Regions from separate parts of the Columba livia genome. Here region 2 is linked to region 1. A link is a contact called in public Hi-C data. All regions are on one chromosome and are shown on one strand. Each heading gives the region's core, a stretch centred on a gene start, on an enhancer-like site or on the middle of the called end of the contact. The rest is flanking DNA. Distances are from core to core; before and after follow the strand shown.

Region 1 (5,117 bases), core at 410-2,909:
GAAGTGACATTGCTAACGCCAAGCACAGAAGCTGGTGACACTTGTCCTCACAGCCTCAGTTCGAGGATGCACCCGAAGGGCATCGCTGCTCCCCGACACCCAGCAGCGCTGAGCGGGGTACCCCCATCACCCCTTTAACTGCCCCATCGGCTTTTCTGAGCCCGGCCAGGGGTCACTGTCTGCAAGGACAAGAACCCTCGAATACAGCTCTGCAACCCCGGCCCTTATCAGATCCAGTGGAGCAAAAAGTGCCCAAACAAACCCAAACCAACCCCGATTTCCACCCCTGCCATGCAGACGACCCAAGACGGGTGTTCCCGCAGCAGGTCTCCTGTCGGCTCCTGGGCACAAATCAGTTTGCTGTGCTCCTGATAAGCCTCCAAAGGTCTCTGTGCGGGGTTAAGGGACTCGCCCAGCGAGTCAGCTGTTTCACCAGGGCAGAGGAATTCTTGTGTCTGCAGTTTTAATATCTCGCTGTTGAGCTATGTTTAGTCTACGGCTAGAAAGGAGCCTTGTTTCTATTCTGGGAATATTTGTCTAATCAGGGGTCTAAGGAATTATTTGGTCAGTAGAAAGTTATGTTTATTTGGGTAAGTTTATACTCCCTTGGAAAAGCCCAAGAAAAGCTGCGCATCTCTGAGTGTCTCGGGGACGGGCGCACACCTGTAAAACAGGCAGACTTCATTTTTGCAGAAATCGGAGAAAGGCTTTACACCCCCAGATGCCAGACAGCTCCGAAATGAGATCCCCTTGCAACCCAGGTGCTGCTGGCTGGAAAGCCTCGCAGCTCCCCGGACACTCATCCGTGTGCCCGAGGGACAAATCCCCGCGTGGGACACCCACGCTGCTCGTGAACTTCTCCCAACTAGTCTTTATGCAAGAGGCACTTGGCAACTTGAACAGTATTTTCAAGCAGCTGCTGTTTTCAGAACTTCACGTGGTTTTGGAAATCCCAGATGACCCCAGCACCCATCTCCGGCTGCTTTGCTAGGGTGCTGATGAAATACCTGGTTAGAGCTGATGAAACACTGAGCTGAGGGACACTGGGTCATCACCTGCGCCAGGTAAGTGATTTACCAGCCTCTCCAAGACCTTTTGGTTCATCCCAACCTCCTCATCCCTGAGGGTGCAGGGAAATCATGATATTAAACCCAGGACCTGAGGACATTTTTCCCACTGGTTTTAACCTTTTGCACCTACAGGGTCATGGCATTTTTTTGAACCTAACAAAGCCTTCAGCACTTTCTGGTGCTCATTCCCATTTCAGTCCTTCCCCGGGGCGCTCTGCCTCATGCCTGCCTTCAGCTTGGTGAACTTCATCCCACGACCGAACCGAGAGCACCCGCGCCCCGCTGGACTTTACCCTGTTTGCGCATGACAAACACAGGGAGTTGTGACTACTTGCAACTCAGCAACCGCTAATTTTTAGCCCCAAGATAACTCCTCGTTATCTGCTGAGATAAGACCCGCTGCAGCGTCCTCCCCGTTTTGGAAGGCGCCGGTTTCCGCGTTGGGAAATCGCCTTTGGCCACTGTGCGAAACGGCCCGAGACACGCGGTGGCTCTCGCTGTCACCACCCGTGTCACCTGCCACCCCCACGGCAGCGCTGGCTTGGGCACAGGTAACGGCTTTGTCTCCACAAAAGGCCACTTGTCCCTCCCCAGGGCCACCTCAGCCAGGTGACCCCCTGATTTCGGCGTTGCTGCCCTGGGAACATCCCTCCGCTGTCTGCAATCCTGGGCGGTTTGAGGTCACACTTCAAATTAGGAATTAGGAATAACTAATTCCCGTTTTCATTGCCCAAGCTCATGGCATTGTCATCAACAACTCAATCATTTCTTCACATCCCATGCAGACTGATTGTATTTTGCCTTGGACATCTTATTTTGTGCTAAACAAGGACATTTCTCCTGTTTGTGCTGTGAGCTCCCTGACCCCACAACAACCTCAGCAGCTCCCGGTCCCCTGATCCTCCTGCAAAAGGAGCTGCTGAGGGGGGGCTGCAGGACCATCCCCACCAATGTGCCCCCAGAACAAACCCCCTTCGTGACCCAGCATCTCCCCCCAACGCTCCAAGTTTCTCAGAGCCTCCACCATGGCACAAAGTCCTGGAGAAGCTGGCACAGCCCTGCTCCTGCAGCACGGAGGGGAAAAGCTGTGGCTTTGGTGTCACCGCAGAGCCCGTGGTGAGACCTGTCCTGCACTGGCTGTCCTGGGAACACATGGGACAGGCACCCGGCATTCCCACCTCCCACCCCAGCTCTTCCTCTCCCAGAAATCAGACACCTCCCAAGCGCACAGGGACGGTGTTTGCCGAGCAACTTATGCAAACCCGGCCGGCAATAAATTCTACTACAGCAACAAACAAATTTCTATCGCTCACACGGGGCTATTTCAATTTTCTCCAGGGTCCCCATTTCTCCAGGTCCCCAAGACCCCATTTCTCCTTGTTCTGCACACACTGGTGCCTCTGTCCCCGGCAGGGACTCTCCATGGGCAGGTCAGTGGCGTTTATTCAAAGTCATGCACCAGATTCCCACACCGCACATCCCACAGCGGCCCCAGCCCTCGCTGCCTGTCCCACCGCGTGGGCTCGGGTCACTCCTGTCACCAAGGCAGGTTCTGGGCTCACAACCAGGTGTGGTTACGTGGGTCGGATACTCCCGGATATCAGCAGTAGCCATGGGAGGGTTCGCTGGTCGCAGCATTCAGGAAGGTGACGGCAGGTACCGACCTGCCCGGTACCCACAGAGTCCCCTGAGCCAAGTCCCCTCACGTGGGAGCCTGGGGACATGGGGAAGTGGGGCCAACAAAGTCACCCTGTGATAACAGTTTCCTAGTGCTGGTGGCTTGGAACAGAGCGAGGGGAGATCAAGAACACATGGGTGATGGAGAGAGGGGGAAAGGGCAAGAAAATCTGCGTTGAGGCCAGCTATGAAGAGAAACCCTCCTGGCTGGGAAGGAGAGGAGAGGAGAGGAGATGAAAGCTCTCAGCACCACTGGGAGGTAGAGGAGGGTCTGGCGTGGAGGAGCCAGCTGGGGCAGAGCTCACGGGGAGGCTGAACCACCCGCTGGGTCCCGGCAGCTCCGGGGCTGGTGACCGGGACACAGCTGGGACACCAGCCCATGGGTCTCAGCCCCAAGGGGCCAAAAGCATCCCCAGGATCCACACAGGCGACCCACCAACCCTGCTGCCTCCAGCCGACCCCTGCGGGGAACCCTCAGCTCTGCCTCAGTTTCCCCACCTGGCCATCAGCTGCTGGTTGCTGAAGGAGGGAAACACCAACCGTTCCCCAGAACAGACGGTGTCTGCTGGGGGGAGCTGGGTTGGGACTGCACCTCTGTCCCTCTGTGCCACGGCACAGCACGGCCCTGTCACACCAAAAACACACCCCTGAGCCATCCCAGGCCGACCACAGGCAGGTGACGGGCACAGGATATTTCAACTACCAAACTCACCGTGTACAGCCTTTACAAAACATTTTCATCATCCATCAGAGCTGTCAAAGCGCCTTTGCTGGGGAGCAGCCCTGCCATGCCTGGACCCGAAATAGCCCTGTTGGGGTTTGTGTTGCTTCTTTTGGTGTGTCCCTAAGGGACCGAGAGCTACACCAGGTCACTTACATTTCTGGGCATTTCCACGTTCAGAGGTTCATGCCCCGCAGTGTTTAAACAGCAAACGTTGTCCCTGGGAACGGTCTCATTTTGGGCAAAACTTTCTGTGCTCCTGCAGGGCTACGCTGGGCCTGGCCTGAGGAGCATCCAGCAGCTGCTCCATCAGAGAAAACAGCTCAGACATTCAAGCTACCAGTATTCGAGCAACCAGATTTTCCCATCTTTAGCCACGCAGTAACAGGATTTTACGCCCCTCGGTGAGGCGGGGGACACCCAGCTCCACCAGCGCTGGGAAACGTGCCATGAAGAAAAGGCAGCTACGAGAAATTATATTCTCCTTTTATTTACCTATGACCATGACAATGTACTTTTGCTAGCTGCAGAGATGCTGCGCACTGCAAACTGGGTGCCTGGAGGCAGGCAGTCCGTCCAGCTCCGCCACGTTCAGCAATAACCCCTGCGTCTCAAAATACAACATAGTTATCCAGAGTACGGAGAGCGTCTGATTCACAGAGCTGCTTTTCTCCATCACGAAACCCTCCGTCGTCCGGGTATGATATATACACCCAGGCTCCCCCAGCGGCCCGCTGCCAGGGAACGCATTTTGTCGGATAAAACCTGCTAACTTAGAAAATGTTGTACGCACTCAGAAAAAAACCCACAAAAAACAAAAAGGCATCCGCTCCACCGGAGAATTCCGCCGCGACACACACAAATATTGCACTTGTAATTTCAGAAGAGGAAAGGACACGAGGATTTCCTATTACACAGCAACGCGTCCAGCTATAGGAGGTCAATAAATAAACCAGGGGTGGGAGCGGGAGGCGGTTGCTCACACGCCTCCGGCGCGGGGAGGGACGCGGCGCTCGCTGCTCCTGGGGGACCCGCCACGAGCGAAGGAAGCACCGGGGGCTCCTGCCATGTAGCTGCTTGGGGGACGCATCGCCGGCACGGGAAGCACAGCAGCATCGTGGGGCTGGTCCAGTTCTGAAGCCTGTTATCCAGGGAGGATGTTCGTGTGGGTGCTGTTGTCCCCTTGCTGGAGCACTGCACAAAAGTCCCTCCTCACCAAGTTGGGATCACTCGTGACCTTCCAGCAACGCGCAGCTCAGGCACATGCTTCACAGTAGTCTAGTGGGAGCTTCCCTCCTGGCTAAAATCCCCGTCGGAGTCACCCCGAAGGCGTCGTACCAGCGCTGGTGAGACGGGGCGATGCAGCAGTACCAGACTGCTTGGCTTGTTGGTCCCCTCGGCCTCGGGCTTGGTGCCTCCAGCTGCCCCACACGTGTCCACTGCAGGAATACGGCTTAGGGGCACGAACGGCAGCGGGAGGCACGCTCCTGCCGTCCCCAGAAAGGCCTCCGCCACCCCATTCCATGTAAACACATAGCTCCCAGCCTGCCCCAAAAGAGTCCTTGGGTCTACAGCGGGGAGCTGCTTTTCTTCTGGTTAATTATGTCTAAGTACAAGTCAGAGCGCAGGAAGCGAGGGTACGAGTCCTT
Region 2 (5,504 bases), core at 2,693-5,192, 63 kb before region 1:
TGTTCCGATGTTATCTGTGGAGTCATTTTTTCAAGCAACCTGAGCAACAGGAGGAGGAAACCCCACGAGAGGTCATCAAGGAGACCAGCAGGTTATGGAGGAGCTGGACAGCACAGGTAGATGCCATGAGCCAGCAACTCCCATCCTGTAACCTGCTCGTTGGTGATATGACCTTGACTAAGTTTAGCAGCGTCTTGTGTTATCTAAATACTCATGTGTATGCATCTGTATTTTTTTCAGTCTTTTAAATAATTTGTTTCTCCAAATGCTGCTTCCATTTCCAGAAGCAGGAGGTGATGACTTCAGGTCTGCTTTCTCCTCCACCTGGAGAGCTGGTGATGGACCTGTTGATTGCCTCATCTCCCCCGGTCTGTGAGGGCAACAGTTCATTCCCTGTGCAGCGAGCCTAGTTAGTGAGCTCAGTTGCTCTAATAATGGTCATCTATTTATAGCCATTTATAATTTGTTTCGTGACAAAGAGTTTCTGCAAGATGCTCCTTGATTCTTGCAAGTTTGTAATGATTTTTTCCCTTCCTGTGTTATTGAAAGTAGCTTTTGTGCTCAGGAAAAATGACTATAATAAAGGCCATTTCGTGTGTTCAGAGTAAATGATAGGGACTTTAACAGGTTTTTGATGAAAGCTTAGAATTTCGCTTTGTTTTCCCTCAGTTCTTTTCAATCTTCTGGGTCAGATGAGCCTGGCTTACCTTAAAACTTGTAAAAGCGGAACAGGGACAGCGTAAAATGATCTCGATGCTGTACAGCTTTGCCCACTGCCAGGACAGCAGCTCAGTCTTCTGCCCAGAGTCTGGTGATTACAAGCTACAGGCAGCAGAAGGGCAAACTCAGGAGATGGTGCTGGCTACGCTTAATTTGCTCATTCCATAACTGCCTCTCACCAGATATGACAATCTAAGTATTTCTATTAGGCCAGCTATTAAATTTTGTGGGAAATGATACAACCGGTGTGATGAAATACTCTCCGACCCTTTCATCCCACAGATCTCTGTACCATCATAGCTATCACTATGTTTCTGTCGCCACTGTGGACTGCAGTGCACAACTGCATCTTTTGTACTGCAGAAGAGGATTGCCAGGTTTTCCCAATTTTCTACAATATTTGTAGTCCTAAGCGGAGTTTTTATCTCCATGTGAAAAAGACGGTGGCCTGTTCTACCTGCAGAGCTGCTGGGGGATGCCCAAGCAGAGGGAAAGGTCTTCCTCTTTGTTGTCTGTGTGTCAAGACTCAGATTTATCATCACAGCTTCCCCTTTGTGGGGTGAAACAGGACTGCGACAGTTGAGTCCTGAAGCCACAACTGTAGTTTTGCTCTCTGCCAGACTGAGCGGGGCCTCATTAAGCAGCAGGCTGTGGGATTTCATTAGTCAAGCTTCAGATTCACAGCTCTATGGTAGTCCTCCTCTTACCTGGTCACAACTGTGTCTGGAGTTTCTCCATAGCTGAAGCTCTTTATCAGTTCTCTGATGGGCTCCAGCTTTTTTGTGCCTCCATGGTCCATCCACAGACTCACACCACCCTCTGCCTTTCCTATGTCCTCATTTCCCAGACTTTGCCTTCTTGCTTTGACTCCCCCTTGCTGAGCATTCCCAGTTCGTGACCTGTGCGTCTTCATGTGCACTTGTAGGTGCCAGCTGGGGCTTCCCCAGGCATCCCAGCAGACCTCACCAGCAGTGAAAGGTGCACAGAACCACTTCTGCAGTCAGCGAGATGTGTCTGGGACCACCAGGAGGCATTAGTCCTCCACAGAGGGCGAGCAGGCGGTGGGAGAGCCTTGCACAACCACTCAGCTCCAGAAATCTTGTCCCTGCTCAGCTATCGTGCCCAGCAACGCTTCTCAGATTACCCACAGTTACAGAAGAGACGGAGAATCAGCACCACTATCGAATGTGATGTCTTGAAAGTCTAACACAGTTTGATCTGGCCTCTGTCGCACCAAGTCAGCTCTGGGGCTCTGTCCATTACCATGAGAGGGCAGCACCTGGGCTTTCTGGAAGAGTTCTGGGGACTGAGCTTCCAACAAAGATGCATCAAGCTCCCTGGAAAACATTCAGCAAGCCTACAGAGAATTCACAGAATCCCAGAATGTCGGGGGTTGGAAGGGCCCTGGAAAGCTCATCCAGTGCAATCCCCCCATGGAGCAGGAACACCCAGATGAGGTTACACAGGAAGGTGTCCAGGCGGGTTGGAATGTCTGCACAGAAGGAGACTCCACAACCCCCCTGGGCAGCCTGGGCCAGGCTCTGCCACCCTCACCAGGAACAAGTTTCTTCTTTTTCTTCACGTCTAAGACTGAGTTATACAGATGGTGAGACCAAACTAAACCCTTCACACAGCTTTCCTTCACAGTTGAGCTGTTTGCTTCTTTGTATAACCAGTTTCACAAAAGGATCTCAAATTGCCAAGAAATTCTCCTGCTTTTGCTCAGAGTGGAGGTGAATCACATTTTGTTTTGTTTTCTCAGCTGTTGTAACCAAAGCATTTCAAGAATTTGTGGGGACCGGAGAGGGATTACGAGTCCAAGTCTCCGGTCAGGCCTTTGGTTTCCTATCCACCCACAGCTGTAATTCCCCAGCTCGTCACCAGTAACAAACCTGAACCATGAAGCCCACAGCACGATTAGGGAGCCTGGTATTTGCTTCCTTTCTCGAGCAAGCCTTGAATTTCCTCTCTCAGGAAGGCAATGCTGCTTGAGGTGTATGTTTGCTTTATTGTACATTGTTTGTCTCCTCCTCCTGCAGCAGTGGGAGCATCAGGATGCAATTTGCAGAGAAACAGCACGATACTGAATCACTCAGGGTATGCCGTAGTGCAGAGAATATGTTCATAGAGCTGCTCTCTATATTTGGGGGTTTCTGGCTGGAAAGCAAAAGGGCAATTTGTGTAGACACTATACATCCTATGGATGTCCACCTGCGTGCTTCCAGGGGGTGGCACATTCACTTTTGAAGGAAACCACGTTCTAGCAGTGACTCTGGTTTTGTTTGTAGAGGTAATTTTCCTGGGAACCATACAGGAACTTCCTGATACAAATACAATTGACTGTGACTGTGCAGCTGCATCTATGCTGGTGGAAAATGCATAAATATATTACCACTGATGCTCTGCTGGGCACGTCAGCTGAGGATCCATCCGATGTCCTTTTCAAGCCTGAGACCAGGAGGAGTTCGTCTTACACCAACAACATGTGAATGTGAGGGGTTGAGAAGTTAAAGGATTAGTTTCAAGGAGTTCATTTTCTGCCATAAAATTCATAGACTGAGCAGAAACAAAAGAGGGTGAATATCCCCAAAGAGAACCGAATTAACTTTTTCAGATGGTTTCATTGGCAATGAACTTTTTTCGCAGTAACTGGTTGTCTCAGTTGGTTTTGGAATCAACACTCAGAACTGAAACGAAGCTGTTGGGGTTTTTCTGAGTGGGAACTGAAATGTTAGATTCTCTGCTGACTTGGGCTGGTCCTATAGTCAAATGTGATATTCCCTCTGGCATTTCAAAGTGTTAATGAAGTCCAGAGACGACCTCAACTCTTGTTTTATATTTCATGGAACACTAATGGCAAATTCAGACCCCTGGCCCCAGCCAAGCAGATGGCCAAAGTGCAGCCTTGGCTCCGGTTCAACCCCTTTATGGCCTCAGGGCAGAGCCTCAGCTGGTGTGCACCATCACAACTTGAGACTCTACAGCCATTTCCCTCGGCTGGAGATCTGCTTTTCTAAGTGCAAACATTGTATACTCTGAGCCTTTACCCCAAGGTTAATTTTATCCTCATTGCAGTCCTGAGCCCAGTCCTGGACCTAGTCCAGACCCTGGATGTTGTCCAGAATCTCTTCAGCACTGGAACCACTCCTGATCCAAGTTACACTTTTTTTGGTGCTGGATACTGCCATGCCCCATAGGTCCATATGTGCCGTACACCATTGGGTTTGATGCTGTTGTACCCCTCAGCTTGCAGTTGAGTGGGAAGATTTTCCCATGCAAACGTTGCTGGTGGGACTCAGGCAGAATTCGTCCCGTCCTGCTGGACAGCCTCTATTGCCTTTCCACAGGCACTGGGACAAGGTCATGCCCTTTCTGCAAGGTGAGAGGAGTGAGAGCCGAAATTATTCTGATTGCAACCAGTAGTTTATGTCCTTTCCTCTGGCCCCACTAATTTAAGCTACACTCTGTTCTACAGCTTCTATTTTCTGCTGCACCATAGGTCTCTCCTGGGGCTTCCAACCATTTAATTTCATCAGAGTTTCAGAAGTAGAGAATTAATCAAACAACAAGGTAGTGACTCATACTAGAAATTGCTACTTTTACACACTCACCACCTAGAATACAAACAAGGTCTCCTCCAGGTCTCATGGGGGAAGATGTTGGTGTCAAATGCAAAGATCATGAGCCATCTACTATATTAAGTTTCAAGCAGAAATATTCATCTGATTGTCTGGAAATGAAAGGCAGGGACATAGTTTTGGGTGCACGAGGCAAAGCAGGGACAAACAGCACTCAGCAGGCGTCCACTGCTGTTTCCGTATGCGGGAGGTTTAGGCCAAGAAAACCCTGGTTGTTTCTCACCTGGACATGCTGGTCACCCCATACACAGACACGCAGTTTGGCAGTGAAGCAGCCTGAGACTCGGGGAATGCAAAGCAGCAAGTGACCCAGGGGAGGATCTAAGGACAGACAACAGCGGGGTGCAAGTTGTAAGCAGTTCAGCTGCAGAGCATCACCAGACAGGAGCACCGAGCAAGCGAGATGCTGATACTATAGCTGTGCTTGGAGTGAGAATGGAGGCAACACCAAGGTTTGGGTTCACACAAGCATCTAGGAACCGAGTTGTTGATTCATAGGCTCGTATCAAGTGCCTAAGCCTGTAAAATCATGTAGGGGTGACTGGGGACAGGTTTTCTCCTCAAACTGCCAGAACACAAGGGTGTTTTGGATGTGAACCTGCACCAACCAGCAAGCCCAACTTGGGGACTGGTTCAGCTTGAGCATCAAATGGAGAAAGGAAAAAGATTTGTGAGCAATACTCAGGAAAACAGCTGTCCAGCAACTCCGCAGTGCCCGTGGGGTTTTCTCTTCATTTTCTTGGAATGTGACTCCTGAGAACAGTATCCTCACAGAACCAGTTCAGCTGGAAACATCTCAGGTTTCTCTGCAGACCACAGAGAGTTCTGGCATTTGGGATTTCATTCACTCACCTTTCCTTTACCTCCCACGCCGCGTTCCCAGCTCACAGCCAATACTGAGATAAAATGTCCAGGATGGAAGGAGTGGGCTGTGCACCTGCTGCTTCACCAGAAGGTCCCCGTGCAATGTTTGGATACTGGGAGTGAAGATCATCACAGAGGGAAACCAAATGCAGCAGGACTGCATGTTTCACAACACAGGACAAGCTGAGCATAACTCAACTGCATGGAGCAAGGAAACCAAAAGCAAAAATACTTCACTGAGCAAATCCGAATCTGACATGGTTGTGAGTAACTACGTGTGGC

Evidence for each region. A called contact is a pair of places that touch in the nucleus more often than the background predicts.
Region 2: a contact with region 1 is called in a Hi-C map of liver, with 5 times the contacts expected there. The contact joins two enhancer-like sites. A contact is called at or near these places in 2 of 2 Hi-C or Micro-C datasets (crop and liver).

Annotation. Positions count from the first base shown.
Region 1 is chr19:9,892,328-9,897,444 of bColLiv1.pat.W.v2, reverse strand. It overlaps RGS3 (regulator of G protein signaling 3), which reads right to left. Exons shown (of 24, transcript XM_021300262.2): 24 at 3,943-5,117. The coding sequence ends at 5,037. Among named protein-coding and RNA genes, the nearest start is that of TRNAT-AGU, 73 kb to the left of the region's middle. Within about 2 kb of position 1,659, at least 1 of the 3 cell types and tissues checked has an H3K27ac peak away from gene starts, as active enhancers do.
Region 2 is chr19:9,957,714-9,963,217 of bColLiv1.pat.W.v2, reverse strand. The region is part of intron 1 of LOC110365745 (a long non-coding RNA gene); the gene reads right to left. Among named protein-coding and RNA genes, the nearest start is that of TRNAT-AGU, 7.0 kb to the left of the region's middle. Within about 2 kb of position 3,942, at least 2 of the 3 cell types and tissues checked have an H3K27ac peak away from gene starts, as active enhancers do.